Linked DNA regions of Sus scrofa: regions 2 and 3 are each linked to region 1. The links are chromatin contacts, called in public HiChIP or PLAC-seq and promoter capture Hi-C maps. All regions are on one chromosome and are shown on one strand. Each heading gives the region's core, a stretch centred on a gene start, on an enhancer-like site or on the middle of the called end of the contact. The rest is flanking DNA. Distances are from core to core; before and after follow the strand shown.

Region 1 (3,886 bases), core at 92-2,591:
ACGACAGGAACTCCTCAGTTCCCACCTTCAAATGCTCCTTTTACTCTCCTCTCACTTGGCCAAATTTGAAATGAATTTCAGTTTCCAGAGTGATTCACTGTGAAGCAACATCAGTCACCCCCTCAGAATGTGAGTTCCATGAGGCTTTCTTTCTCACTGCTGCACCCCCAGCACCAGACCAAATGACCTTTTCATATGCTCAGAGAAGCTAGCAGCCTAAGGTCACACAGCACTAAAAACAACTCCTAATCATTAAGTGTTTTCTCTTTCTCAAGTGCCTCACTCACTGAATTCTCAGAACCAACCCTGGGAGGCAAGTTCCATTACTATCAACTTTTGATAGAGGACGAAACAGGCTCAGAGAGGGAAAGTGATCGGTCCAGGGTAACAGGCAAAGAAATGAGGGAACCTAGACTCTAAGGACTTGAAAGTGGGCAGGGCTGGGGGTGGGGGGTGGGACAGAATGGGTTCTCTCAACCTGAGAAGGCTAGGAACCTAAGCGGTGCCGTCCAAAGCCTCAGTTTCCCCGTCATCCCCTTGTACTCACTACTTCTGGCTCTGGAGGTAGAGCGTGGAGGGGGTTCCCAGGTCCCCAAGAGGCTCCCACGAGCAGTTTAAGTCGCCCAAGGGTCCGACTCCATAGCACTGCAGTGGCCCAAGGCTTCCTGGAGAGAGGGGCGGGAGAGTCCAAAGGAAGGTGGTCAATTCCCCCAGCCACCGGCACACTCCAGAACCTGAACTTCCGCGCCCCCCATCCCGAGTTTTGACAGCTTCTGAGGGGGATCCAGGGTCCCTCACGGAAGTGGGTGACAGAAAGGGGGCGCTGGGTACCGCTCCCCAGGCTTTGGGCATAACTCCTCCCCTCCCTCTGCCAGCCACATCCTGTTACCACCCCCTACAGCCCCTACCCCTGCCCACCCCCCACTCCGGGCTCTGGCTCCCAACTCGCTTCCGCCCATTACCCAGCTCCTTTCTTCTCCCAGTCCCTACCCCTGCGGCGGGGTGGGGGTGGGAAAGCAGATTAGCGCCGAGACCTCAGTCATTCATTTCGCAAACTTGAGCTGCACCCCTGAGGATGTGCGCTTTCAAGCATGAGCGTGGCGGCAGAGAGCCCGACACGAGCTCGCTCCAGAACTCACCCTGGGGCCGAGTCCGGTGGAACAGCAGCAACAACAGGGGCAGCAGCACCAGCTTCGGCCAGGGCACAAAGGCGGCGGCCCTGGCCCCAGGCATGGCACTCCCGCGCCCCTAGTCCTGCCCGGCCCTTCCCGGCCCAGCGCGGCCGCGCCGCTCGCCTAGCTCTCGGGACCCAGCGCCCAGAGCGGCAACGGGAAGCCGATCCACCCCTCGCGTCCGCCTCCGCACCTTGCGCTCGGGATCCCCGCCCCTTTGCTGCGCCGGAAAGTCCCCGGCCGCGCTCTCAGGGGCTGGGGAGGGGAGAGCCAAGGGGGAGAGAGAGGGGGAGGAGGAGCGGCGTCGAGGGTGCGGCAGAGCTCCTCTGATACCTGCCCCTCCCCTCCCCAAACACCATACACACACACACACACACATACACACGCTGCCAAGTACTTTGGAACTTTTATTTGGGGGGTTGAGGAAGATTCTGATCCGTACCCCTCCCCCCACCACTGAGCCTCCACCCCAGGAAACGAAGGGAACCTGAGGTCCCTCTTCCAGGCTTGGGGTCCACAGCTTTAGAACCCAGGCTGGGGTGGAGGGAGGGGCCTGGAAGGCTTCGGGGAGAGAGGGGGCAAAGGCTAGAATGGGGCGGGAGTTGGGGGTGGTATAGTTTGGGCTGGCGAGGGGACAGTGGCCACAGCTGGGCCAGGGTCTCAGTGTGGCCACTTTGGGTAGAGCAGGGGCAACCGTTGCAGCAGGAGACAGTACAGGCCAGGAAAGGCATGAGATGGGCTGGGGAGAAAGGGTCCCCATGTGGCCAGGTAGGGGCACAGCCTGCTCAGGGTCAGGATAGGCTGGCCAAAGGTCAGGGTTGGGTGGGAGGACTCTATTCTGAGCCCATAGTGCCTGAGCTCTGTGACTTGCTGATGAATGAATGCATGAGGGGCTAGAAACAGGTGCCCACCTGGACACCCATTAGGTGGACAGCAGAGCTGGGACATTCACTCTGGTTCTCCATGGCCACCTGGTCCCCTGTCTAGCAGAGGCTGCTGATTTCACTCTTGCTGCACCCCCACTTGCAGCAGTTGCTGGAGAGGCCAGCCAGGACATCACGACTGCCCCTAAGAGCCCCAGGGGTTCTCTGCCAGCCTGGTTGAACCCCATAGAAGGTCTCAGGGGACTTGGTCAGGGCCAGCCATTCGCTGGAGGCCATTGCCTCGTCCAACTCGCTGTCTGCGTTGGAATCTGTGTCTGAGAAGACATCCCCTGCAAAAAGATGAAAAGAGTGAGTGCTTGGGATTCAGCTCAGGCCACACTCAGAGTTCTGGCTCCTGGCTGGTCCAGCCACTTCTCTGTTCTTGTGACTCAGCCTGTTAGTTAAAGATTTTTTTGTTTTTGTTTGTTTGTTGTCTTTTTAGAGCCACATCTAAAAAGAAAAAAAATTGTGGCCAATGACATGGCCCCGTGGGACAAGGACAGGTGCAGCTGGGCCCCTGGCAGTGTCCTGGAGGCTCCTAGCAGCCTTGGGGTCCTCAGGGAGGACTGGGGGGTGGGGGAACACAGGGCTTAGGACAGTGACTCTTTTTTTTTTTTTTTTTTAGGGCAGCACCTGTGGCATATGGAAGTTCCCAGGCTAGGAGTCAAATTGGAGCTGCAGCTGCCAGCCTAGGCTGCATCCACAGCAACTCCAGATCCGAGCTGCGTTTGCAACCTATACAACAACTCATGGCAACACTGGATCCCCAACCCACTGAACAGGGCCAGGGGTTGAACCCTAATCTTCACGGATACTAGTTGGGTTCATTATCACTGAGCCACAAGGGGAACTCCCAGTTAAAGATTTTGATGCCACTGGTACCTGGGTTCCAGCTTTGATGGGCAGCTTACTCGACCTCACTGAGCTTGGCTTTCTGCTTCAATCATTTTCTTTCCCCTACTATTTATTTGTGGAGGACCTGATGGTTAAGAACATGTGTTTGGGAGTTCCCGTCGTGGCACAGTGGTTAGCAAATCTGACTAGGAACTGGGAGGTTGTGGGTTCGATCCCTGGCCTTGCTCAGAGGGTTAAGGATCCAGCGTTGCTGTGAGCTGTGGTGTAGGTCGAAGATGTGGCCCGGATCCCAAGTTGCTGTGGCTGTGGTGTAAGCCAGTGGCTGTAGCTCAGATTAGACCCCCAGCCTGGGAACCTCTATATGCCGCAGGAAGCAAACCCTAGAAAAGGCAAAAAAAAAAAAAAAACATGTGTTTGAGAGCTGAACTGACTAAGCACCAATCCAGCCTCTCTGAGTGATAACCCTGAGCAAGTGAATTTACTTCTCTGAGCTTAAGTTACCTTGTCTGCAAAGTGAGGATAATAATAACTCTTATCTTCTAGGATCTCGTACCCAGTAGAAGACTCAATACCCATTAAAAACAAAAACAAAAACAAAAACAAAAACAAAAAAAACGGAGTTCCCATCGTGGCACAGTAATTAACGAATCTGACTAGGAACCATGAGGTTGAGGGTTCAATCCCTGGCCATGCTCAGTGCGTTAAGGATCTGGAATTGCTGTGAGCTGTGGTGCAGGTCGCAGACACAACTGGGATCCTTCGTTGCTGTGGCTCTGGCATAGGCCAGCGGCTACAGCTCTGATTAGACCCCTAGCCTGGGATCTTCCATATGCTGTGGGAGCGGCCCTAGAAAAGGCAAAAAAACCCCAAAAACAAACAAACAAAAAAACACTTAAAACAGTGTCTGGCACATGGTAAGCACTCAACTGTATGCTA
Region 2 (4,037 bases), core at 1,231-3,730, 140 kb after region 1:
TTGTGGGCCTGTCCCGTGGGTGGGGGAGTAGCTGGTCCTCCCGGGGGCCCCTTCACGGGGAAGGCCAGACGCAGAGATGCCGCCGGGGCCTCCCCGCCCCCCTTCCCCAGCCGCCGCAACAATGGAGGGCCGGGCTGCAGAGGCCGGGGCGCCCGCCCCCCGGCCGCGAGCAGGTGCGCGAAGGGGTTGCGGCCGGGTCCCGCCGGCGCCGCGTCTTGCCGAACCCCCGCCCCGCGGGCGGCCCCCGCCCCGCCCGCGCCCCCGGCCCGCCGGGCGCCCGAGCTCACCTCGTTTTGGGCCGCCGCCGTGTTTCCCCTCTTCTGTCCAAAACCTGCCCGGAAAAGCCCCCCGAGCCGAGGCGCCTGCACGGGAAATTGCATTTTGGCGGCTCCCGGGCTGGCCAGGGGCTCCCCCGGCCCCGGGCAGGGGGAGGGGGCCGCGGGGCTCCGGCGCCGGCTCGAACCCGCGGCCGCCGCCTCCCGCCCGCCCGCCTGTCTGTCTCGGTGACGTGCCCGCGCTCCCGCCGCCGCCGCCGCCGCCCCCCTCCCTCCTCCCCGCGCCGTGCCGGGCGGTGGGTCCAGCCGCGGCCTTATGCGCCCCTAGGCCTCCTGCCAGGCTCAGGGGAACGAAAGCAGGGATGCCCATAGGGCTCCAGGACGCAGCTCCCGGGCCCCCGCACAGGGGACACGGGGACACGGGGGCTCGAGCGGGCGCACGCTGGAACCCAGATGCACGCAGACCTCAAAGGCGCACGGGGGAGCACACGCGCACAAAGGCATGCGAACCACAAACACAGGGAAGGGTGTGCAGGGGTCTTCCAGACACAAACCCAAGGGAGGGAATAGTAAGACAGGCAGAGGCACCAGCCACACCAGGATGTCCTTAAAACCCAGCTATAAAGGCAGGGACACCAAAGGCCACACGGACACATGCAAGATAACACACCACATCCGAGGGATAGGAGGAAGTCCTCAGAACTGAAATATAGTACATAGAGAATCCCAAGGGAACACACAAAAAATATTGACACACGCACAAGCCCCAGGGGCATACACAAGGTATACAGACATACAGGTGTAAACATAGAACCAACATACCCCCCCCACTCATCAGGTGCACAGCCATGGGATCACCCTGATGCACAAGAGCTCAACACACACAGATACACAGACACAACACATGGATATATACACAGAACAGAAACACACCCCTAGAGACATGTCAGGTATGTGGTCTCAGAGGCACACACAGACACGCAAAGTTCACAGACACTCAAACATATGCACAATCACTCATGTACAAAGTGCAGAGTCACACCGGAATTCATAGAACCAACACACACCTGCAACCCCCTAGCACAGGGCCCTGGGGCCACAGGGCTCCATAAGGACACACGAAATACAGGGACACTTGAGGATGTGTGTACCTAGTACCAGCTGGTATAGGCACACACTCAGACCAGGTACACAGGTCACATAAAGCAGGTGGACTCAAAAGTTGTACAACGGTTGGGGTTCTCCTGATCTCCTGGAGATGCTTACACAGAGCCCCCTCCCACACACACACCCAGGTACCTGGGCATGCACAGTAGGAAAGTACCTTGGCTGAGGATTCCTCCAGGGATCTGCACACAGATCCCCCCATATGCTTCCCTACAACAGCCCCTGCTTGTTGTAGCCACCGTGGCTGGTGGAAGGAGGTCACCTCAGGGCAGACTGTGGTGCCATGTGGCTCCCATTGGCCAGGACTGAGCTGACAGATTTCTCATTCTATTTATTGATCTACCCCCCACTCCAGTCCTGGAGAGGGTAAAGGAAACCCTCGAGCTCCCCCCGCCCCCTTAAGCCCAGGCTTTAACCCTTGTGGGGCCATGGTCCTTCTCCACCTGGTCATGTCCCTCAATTCTGGTCCCCTCACCACTGTCCTGCCTCAGTTTCTCCTTTCTCCAAGTCTCCCTTTCCCATACCTTCCCCACTTCCTTTAGATTTCTGCCCAGAAAGCCAAGCTCCAACTGGCCTAGGAGGGTGGGGGTTCAACCCTACTCTACACCTGACTTCTCCCACTGGGATGGTGATTCCCTGGAGGGGAGGGGCATGTAAGGAAGAGGATGAGAGTAAATAGTAATTGTGCCTCCGTGGGTGGGGACAGCTTTGTTGGTGTCTTTTGTGTATCCTCCCCCTTCTAACTGAAAAGCAGGAGGGGATGTCTTTGGAATATACATTTATTCATTCCACTCAAATCATCTCAGACTCTTCCCAGCAAACCAATGAAGTGGATATTGTAATTTTCACAGATGGGTAGCTGAAGCCCAGAGAGGAGCTGACTCTTGCCCAGGGAGGCACAGCCTGTAGGCTGCAGAGCTGGGATCCTGTGGCCCGGCCTTAACCCATCTTCCTTTCAGGATTATCTTGAAGCCCTCCAGCCAGCCTTCCGGCCTGCTGAGCTTCCCGCATCCAGCAGCAGGGGGCAGCAGACACCAGAGCCCTCCCCTATTCGCGCAGGCTGGCTCTCGGTTCCTCTTTCTCTCAGCCCTTCCCAACCCCCAGCTTATGAGGCCCCAAAAATGCAGGGGCCCCAGAAGAAAGGAGGCGTTTCTTGAATAAAGCCCCCTAGAACTCAGGTCCCTAGCAATGCCTCACTGGCACGTGATCCCTCTTAATGTCTAGCTCTACTTGCGGCAACACAGGCTGGGCGGGCAGCCTCTGCATTCCTGAACTGGGTCAGACCAGGAGAGAGGATTCCTGGATCCCAGCCCAGTGGTCAGTCCCACCCTCACCCTAAAGTCCTTTGAATATCCCCTGGAGTCCAGCACAGGATGGGAGGGGCAGTGGGGGAAGCCCCAGTGCCCAAACCTCCTGGTTCCTTCTGGCGTGGGAACTGTCCTCCCCACCCCACCCCAGCCCCCAGTTCCTGGGGCCCCTGCCAGTGCTGACTCATAGGGGACCCAGGGCTGTGACTCAGCAGCAGCCCTTCCTGAACCTACCCCCTGAGAGATTTCCTACCCCATGTCACCTCGTGTCCCCTTGGGGGTCTCCTCCAGGACCAGATGTAGGCCTGGTGGGTGTGTCAACAAGAAGGCCCTTCTCAGCTCCGTCAACCCCCCAAGCCCCAACCCCCAGGGACCACCCCTGCCAAGGCTGTGGCCATGGGAAGGGGGATGCCCTGCAGTGGGGTCTTGGGCGGTGCCCGTGTGTGCCCAGATGTGTGTGTAGCTGGCACACCCAGCAGTCAGCCAAGAGGAAAGTTCGAGAAGGCAAGGCCCAGGCTAGGAGGACACCTTCCTCCGCACCCAACCGGAGTCTGGGCAGGAACGCTCCAGGTCCAAACGAGGCCCTGGGCTGGGAGCTTGTTCCCTCAACCACAAACCAGCTTCTCCAGACATCTTCCCCGTCTCCGGAAATGGCAACTGCGTTCTTCCAGCTTGGGCCAAAACCTGTCCTACCAAATGCAATCTGGAGTTCATGTCTTGGTGCAGCAGAAATGAATGCGACTAGGAACCATGAGGTTGTGGGTTCGATCTCTGGCCTCGCTCAGTGAGTTGGGGATCCAGTGCTGCCGTGAGCTGTGGTGTAGGTCGCAGACATGGCTCAGATCTGGCATTGCTGTGGCTGTGGCACAGGCTGGCAGCTCTAGCTCTGATTAGACCCCTAGCCTGGGAACCTCCATATGCCACGGGTACAGCGTTAAAAAGACAAAAGACAAACAAACGAACAAACAAATGCGATCTGTTAACAAATTCAGTTACTGTCCTCTCTAAACAGCACCTAGGATCCTACCTTCTCCAGAAGCCCCCACCCAGGTCCGGCCCTCATCGTGTCTCTCCTGGACCTAGGACATTGCCACCTCCATGCTCTCCCTGCCCCCACCTCACACAGTCTGTTCCACTACAGCCCAAGGAAGGGCAACTGTGAACACCTTGGGCCTGCCATGTCCCTCCTCTGCTCAGAACCCTCCATGGTTTCCATTTCATTCACACCAAAACCCCAAGTCCTCCCCTAGACCCTGCACACTCTATCCTGTCCCCTCCCTGCCTCTCC
Region 3 (3,752 bases), core at 265-2,764, 200 kb after region 1:
TTCGAGATGCCCAAGAGACACCTCCCCCCACTGGCTGCCAGATGGAGGTGAGCAGGGTGCTGGGTACCAGGTCTAAGAAAACTGAGGCTCTGGGGACTATTTCACAAATATAAACAATTTTCTCAAGACTATTGCACTAGTGTGTGGAGTGTGATTCAAATTCAGATCTGATTCCACCAGATCTCTATGTAACTTCTCTTTGTAACTTTACAAGATCAACCCTATCCACCTATAAACAAACAAACAAAAACATTTAAAGACAACCAGGGGGGAGTTCCCTTTGCGGCTCAGAGGTTAATGAACCCACCTAGGATCCGTGAGGATGCAGGTTCGATCCCTGACCTCGCTCAGTGGGTTAGGGTTCCAGTGCTGCCCTGAGCCACGGTGTAGGTTGCAGATGCGGCTCTGATTGTGTATTGCTGTGGCTGAGGCTGGCAGCTGTAGCTCTGATTAGACCTCTAGCCTGGGAACTTCCTAAAAAGAAAAAAAAAAAAAGAGAGAGAGAGAGAGAGAGAAAACAATCACAAAAATGATGTTCATTGGGAGTTCCCATTGTGGCTCAATGGAAATGAACCCAACTAGGATCCATGAAGACTGGGGTTTGATCCCTGGCCTCATTCAGTGGCTTAAGGATCGGGCATTGCCTGCGCTGTGGTATACGTTCAGATGCCGGTGGGATCTTCTGCTGCTGTGGTTGTGGTGTAGGCTGCAGTGGCAGCTCAGATTCTACCCCTAGTCTGGGAACTTCCATATGCTGCAAAAAAACAAAACAAAACAAACAAAAAACACTCCCCAAAACAGCCCTGTGCTCTTCTCAGAGGTTTACTGGTATCCTATGGCAATGAATCCCTACAAGAAAAGTGCTACCACTATGACCATTTCACAGGTAAGAGGCTCAAGGTAAAGAAATAATGGCTGTCAAAGGACCCTCGATGTGCACCCAGCACTGCCTTCCTGCAAAGCTGGGTTTTTTTTTTTCCAACTCGTGTCCCAGGCTGCCTTTCCTCTCGATATCTGTTAAAGAGGACAGTAACAGTGAACGAACGAAAGAAATCAAACTGCGAAAGCAGCTAACCTAAGTTGAACAGTTTTTGCGCGACAGTCCTTACTTTAGAAGGCCCGTTGATTGGTAGATAATTTTTCCGTACGTACTGCACCTAGAAGGAAACTGAGGCTCACAGCACTGGGTATTCTCCACCCTCAGCCCCTCGCAAGCCCGCGCTCACCTTCTTAAGCTTCTGCTGCTGCACGATGCGTGCCTTCTTGGGTGCGATTACGCGACCTGGGGAAGGATGCGCTTTCATAAGGCTGGAGATTCCGGGATCCACCTCCCCCCTCAGCCCCCAGCCCGTTCCTCACCGCCCTTCCTTGGCCCCCGGTTCCGCTCCGAGGCCGCCGCAGCCGTCTTGCTCTTCCCCGGCTTCTGCGCTTGGAATTTGGGCTGCCCCTGCGCCATGCTCAGTCACGAACCGGAATAGGCGGGGCCGTGAGCAGTCGCAGCCGGAAGGCGCTGGGCACGATGGGATACAGTGGGATCGGAGGCGCAATAGCTCATGGGACATTATGTGGCAAAGAATTAAAGGGACAGCTACCCAGATTGGTTAAGTAGATGATCATAGCCCGGGCTTTGCAAAAAAGTAAAGGTTATAGTGATAAGCTAACACTTACTGGGTACTTATTTGTTTTGCAAAACTTACACTATTTTATGCTCTTTATACATAAAATTAAATCTAGGTCCTAAGGGGAGACAAGTGAAGCACTCTGGTGCAAAATTTAAGGTTTCCCAAACTTCAGTAATCGAGATTAAAAAAAAAATTATATATATTTTTGCTTTTCTTTTTTTTTTTAGGGCTGCACCCACCGCACACGGAGGTTCCCAGGCTAGGGTCAAATGGGAGCTACAGTTGCTGGCCTATGCCAGAGCCACAGCAACGCAGGATCCGAGCCCCCTCTGTCACCTATACACCACAGCTCACGGCAATGCCGGATCCTTAACCCACTGAGCAAGGCCAGGGATTGAACCTGCAACCTCGTGGTTCCTACTCAGGTTCGTTAACCACTGCGCCATGACAGGAACTCCAAAATATATATATTTTAAAATTTTATAATGATTTTTATTTTTTCCATTATAGTTGGTTTACAGTGTTCTGTCAATTTTCTACTGTACAGCAAAGTGAGCCAGTCACACATATATGTATACATTCTTTTTTCTCGCATCATCATGCTCCATCCTAAGTGACTAAAAACATTTTTAACATTAAAATATATATATTTTTAAAAGATAAAAAAAAATATATTTTCTTCCTAGGGCTGCACCTGCAGCACATGGAAGTTCCCAGGCTAGGTGTCAAATCAGAGCTGCAGCTGCCGGCCTAAGCCATGGCAAAGCAGAAATCAAGCTGCGTCTGTGACCTACACCACAGCCTGAGGCAATGCCAGATCCTTAACCCACTGAGCAAGGCCAGGGATCAAACCCACATCCTCGATACTAGTCGGGTATCCACTGAGCCACAATGGGGACTCCTAAAAATATACATTTTTTTGTCTTTTTGCTATTTCTTGGGCTGCTCCCATGGCATATGGAGGTTCCCAGGCTAGGGGTTGAATCGGAGCTGTAGCTGCCAGCCTACGCCAGAACCACAGCAACGCGGGATCCGAGCCGCATCTGCGACCTACACCACAGCTCACGGCCACTCCGGATCGTTAGCCCACTGAGCAAGGCCAGGGATCGAACCCGCAACCTCATGGTTCCTAGTCGGATTCATTAACCACTGCGCCATGACGGGAACTCCCCCTAAAAATATTTTAATATTAAAAAAAATCAGGGATTCCTGCCATGGGGCAGTGGGTTAATGATGTGGCTTGTCTCTGTGGAGGCCCCGGTTCCATCCCTGGCCTGGACACAGTGAGTTAAGGATCCTGAGTTGCTGCAGCTGTGGGATAGGTCTTAGTTCGAGCTCGGATTGGATCCCTGGCCTGGGAACTTCCATATGCTGCAAGGGTGGCAAAAAAATATACATAGATAAATAGATAAATAAAATAATCCAACTACAACCTGTGGACTGGCTGCCTCATGTTGTAAATAAAGTTTACTGGAATGAGGACTGGTATAGGGAATGAGGGGATTAAGGTCGGGATATGCAAAGTCACTTTCATTCTGTTCAATATCTTGGTATTTTGTTCATATGCTTTTTTTTTTTTTTTTTTTTGGCCATACCATGTGGAAGTCCCTGAGCCAGGGATTGAACCCATGTCACAGCAGTGATGAAAGTCTTTGCAGGGACAATGCTGGATCCTTAACCTACTGGGCCAATAGAGAACTCCAGCATCATGGATTTATTTTGCATTAATTTTGATTTTTCAAAAATAATGCATGAAAGCTCTTATTTGTCTTGATTAATGAGCCTCCTTGAGATTTTGCACCTGAGGTATCACCCTGATTCCAGTCCTGAGAGCAACATAGGAGTATTGTCTCCATTTTATAAATGAGGAAAACAAAGCATGGAGTGGTGAAGTGACTTGGCCAACATCACACAGCAGAAAAAGTGAAACTGGTATATGACCTCAGGCAGCCTTGTTCCGGCTGCTAGGCTCTTAAGAGCTATGCAAAGGCCCTGTCTGCTTTCCCTTCTCTGGGAAGAATTGTGGCCGCGGGGAAGAAGGTCAGCTTTTGGGCAAGCCATTCAGTTCAGTTTATTATAAAAATAATGGGGGCAGGATATGGAGAGCTAGGTTGGTTACTTCTGGGGTCC

The links. Promoter capture Hi-C pulls out the DNA fragments that hold promoters and counts their contacts. HiChIP or PLAC-seq counts read pairs in DNA pulled down with a chosen protein or histone mark.
Region 2: a contact with region 1 is called in a promoter capture Hi-C map of liver, with 4 times the contacts expected there. The contact joins the enhancer-like site here to the promoter of IL27RA in region 1. A contact is called at or near these places in 1 of 5 promoter capture datasets (liver), 23 of 47 Hi-C or Micro-C datasets (adipose tissue, alveolar macrophages, blood and 10 more) and 2 of 2 datasets of contacts at active chromatin or transcription factors (alveolar macrophages and skeletal muscle).
Region 3: an H3K27ac HiChIP or PLAC-seq map of alveolar macrophages shows a contact between it and region 1. The contact joins the promoter of C2H19orf53 here to the promoter of IL27RA in region 1. A contact is called at or near these places in 2 of 47 Hi-C or Micro-C datasets (alveolar macrophages and embryonic fibroblasts) and 1 of 2 datasets of contacts at active chromatin or transcription factors (alveolar macrophages).

Annotation. Positions count from the first base shown.
Region 1 is chr2:65,148,324-65,152,209 of Sscrofa11.1, forward strand. IL27RA (interleukin 27 receptor subunit alpha) reads right to left here and starts at 1,342. Exons shown (of 14, transcript NM_001243884.1): 1 at 1,140-1,342; 2 at 548-665. The coding sequence starts at 1,233. It overlaps RLN3 (relaxin 3), which reads right to left. Exons shown (of 2, transcript NM_001045679.1): 2 at 2,156-2,385. The coding sequence ends at 2,156.
Region 2 is chr2:65,285,776-65,289,812 of Sscrofa11.1, forward strand. No RefSeq gene overlaps it. Among named protein-coding and RNA genes, the nearest start is that of MIR181C, 7.8 kb to the left of the region's middle. Within about 2 kb of position 2,481, at least 48 of the 83 cell types and tissues checked have an H3K27ac peak or open chromatin away from gene starts, as enhancers often do. A contact at or near this core is called in adipose tissue, alveolar macrophages, brain and 7 more, where this site is marked.
Region 3 is chr2:65,344,946-65,348,697 of Sscrofa11.1, forward strand. It overlaps C2H19orf53 (leydig cell tumor 10 kDa protein homolog), which reads right to left and starts at 1,515. Exons shown (of 3, transcript XM_003123347.4): 1 at 1,360-1,515; 2 at 1,227-1,282. The coding sequence starts at 1,456. The region is part of intron 1 of LOC110259336 (a long non-coding RNA gene); the gene reads left to right. It overlaps MRI1 (methylthioribose-1-phosphate isomerase), which reads right to left. Exons shown (of 6, transcript XM_003123346.4): 6 at 3,664-3,752.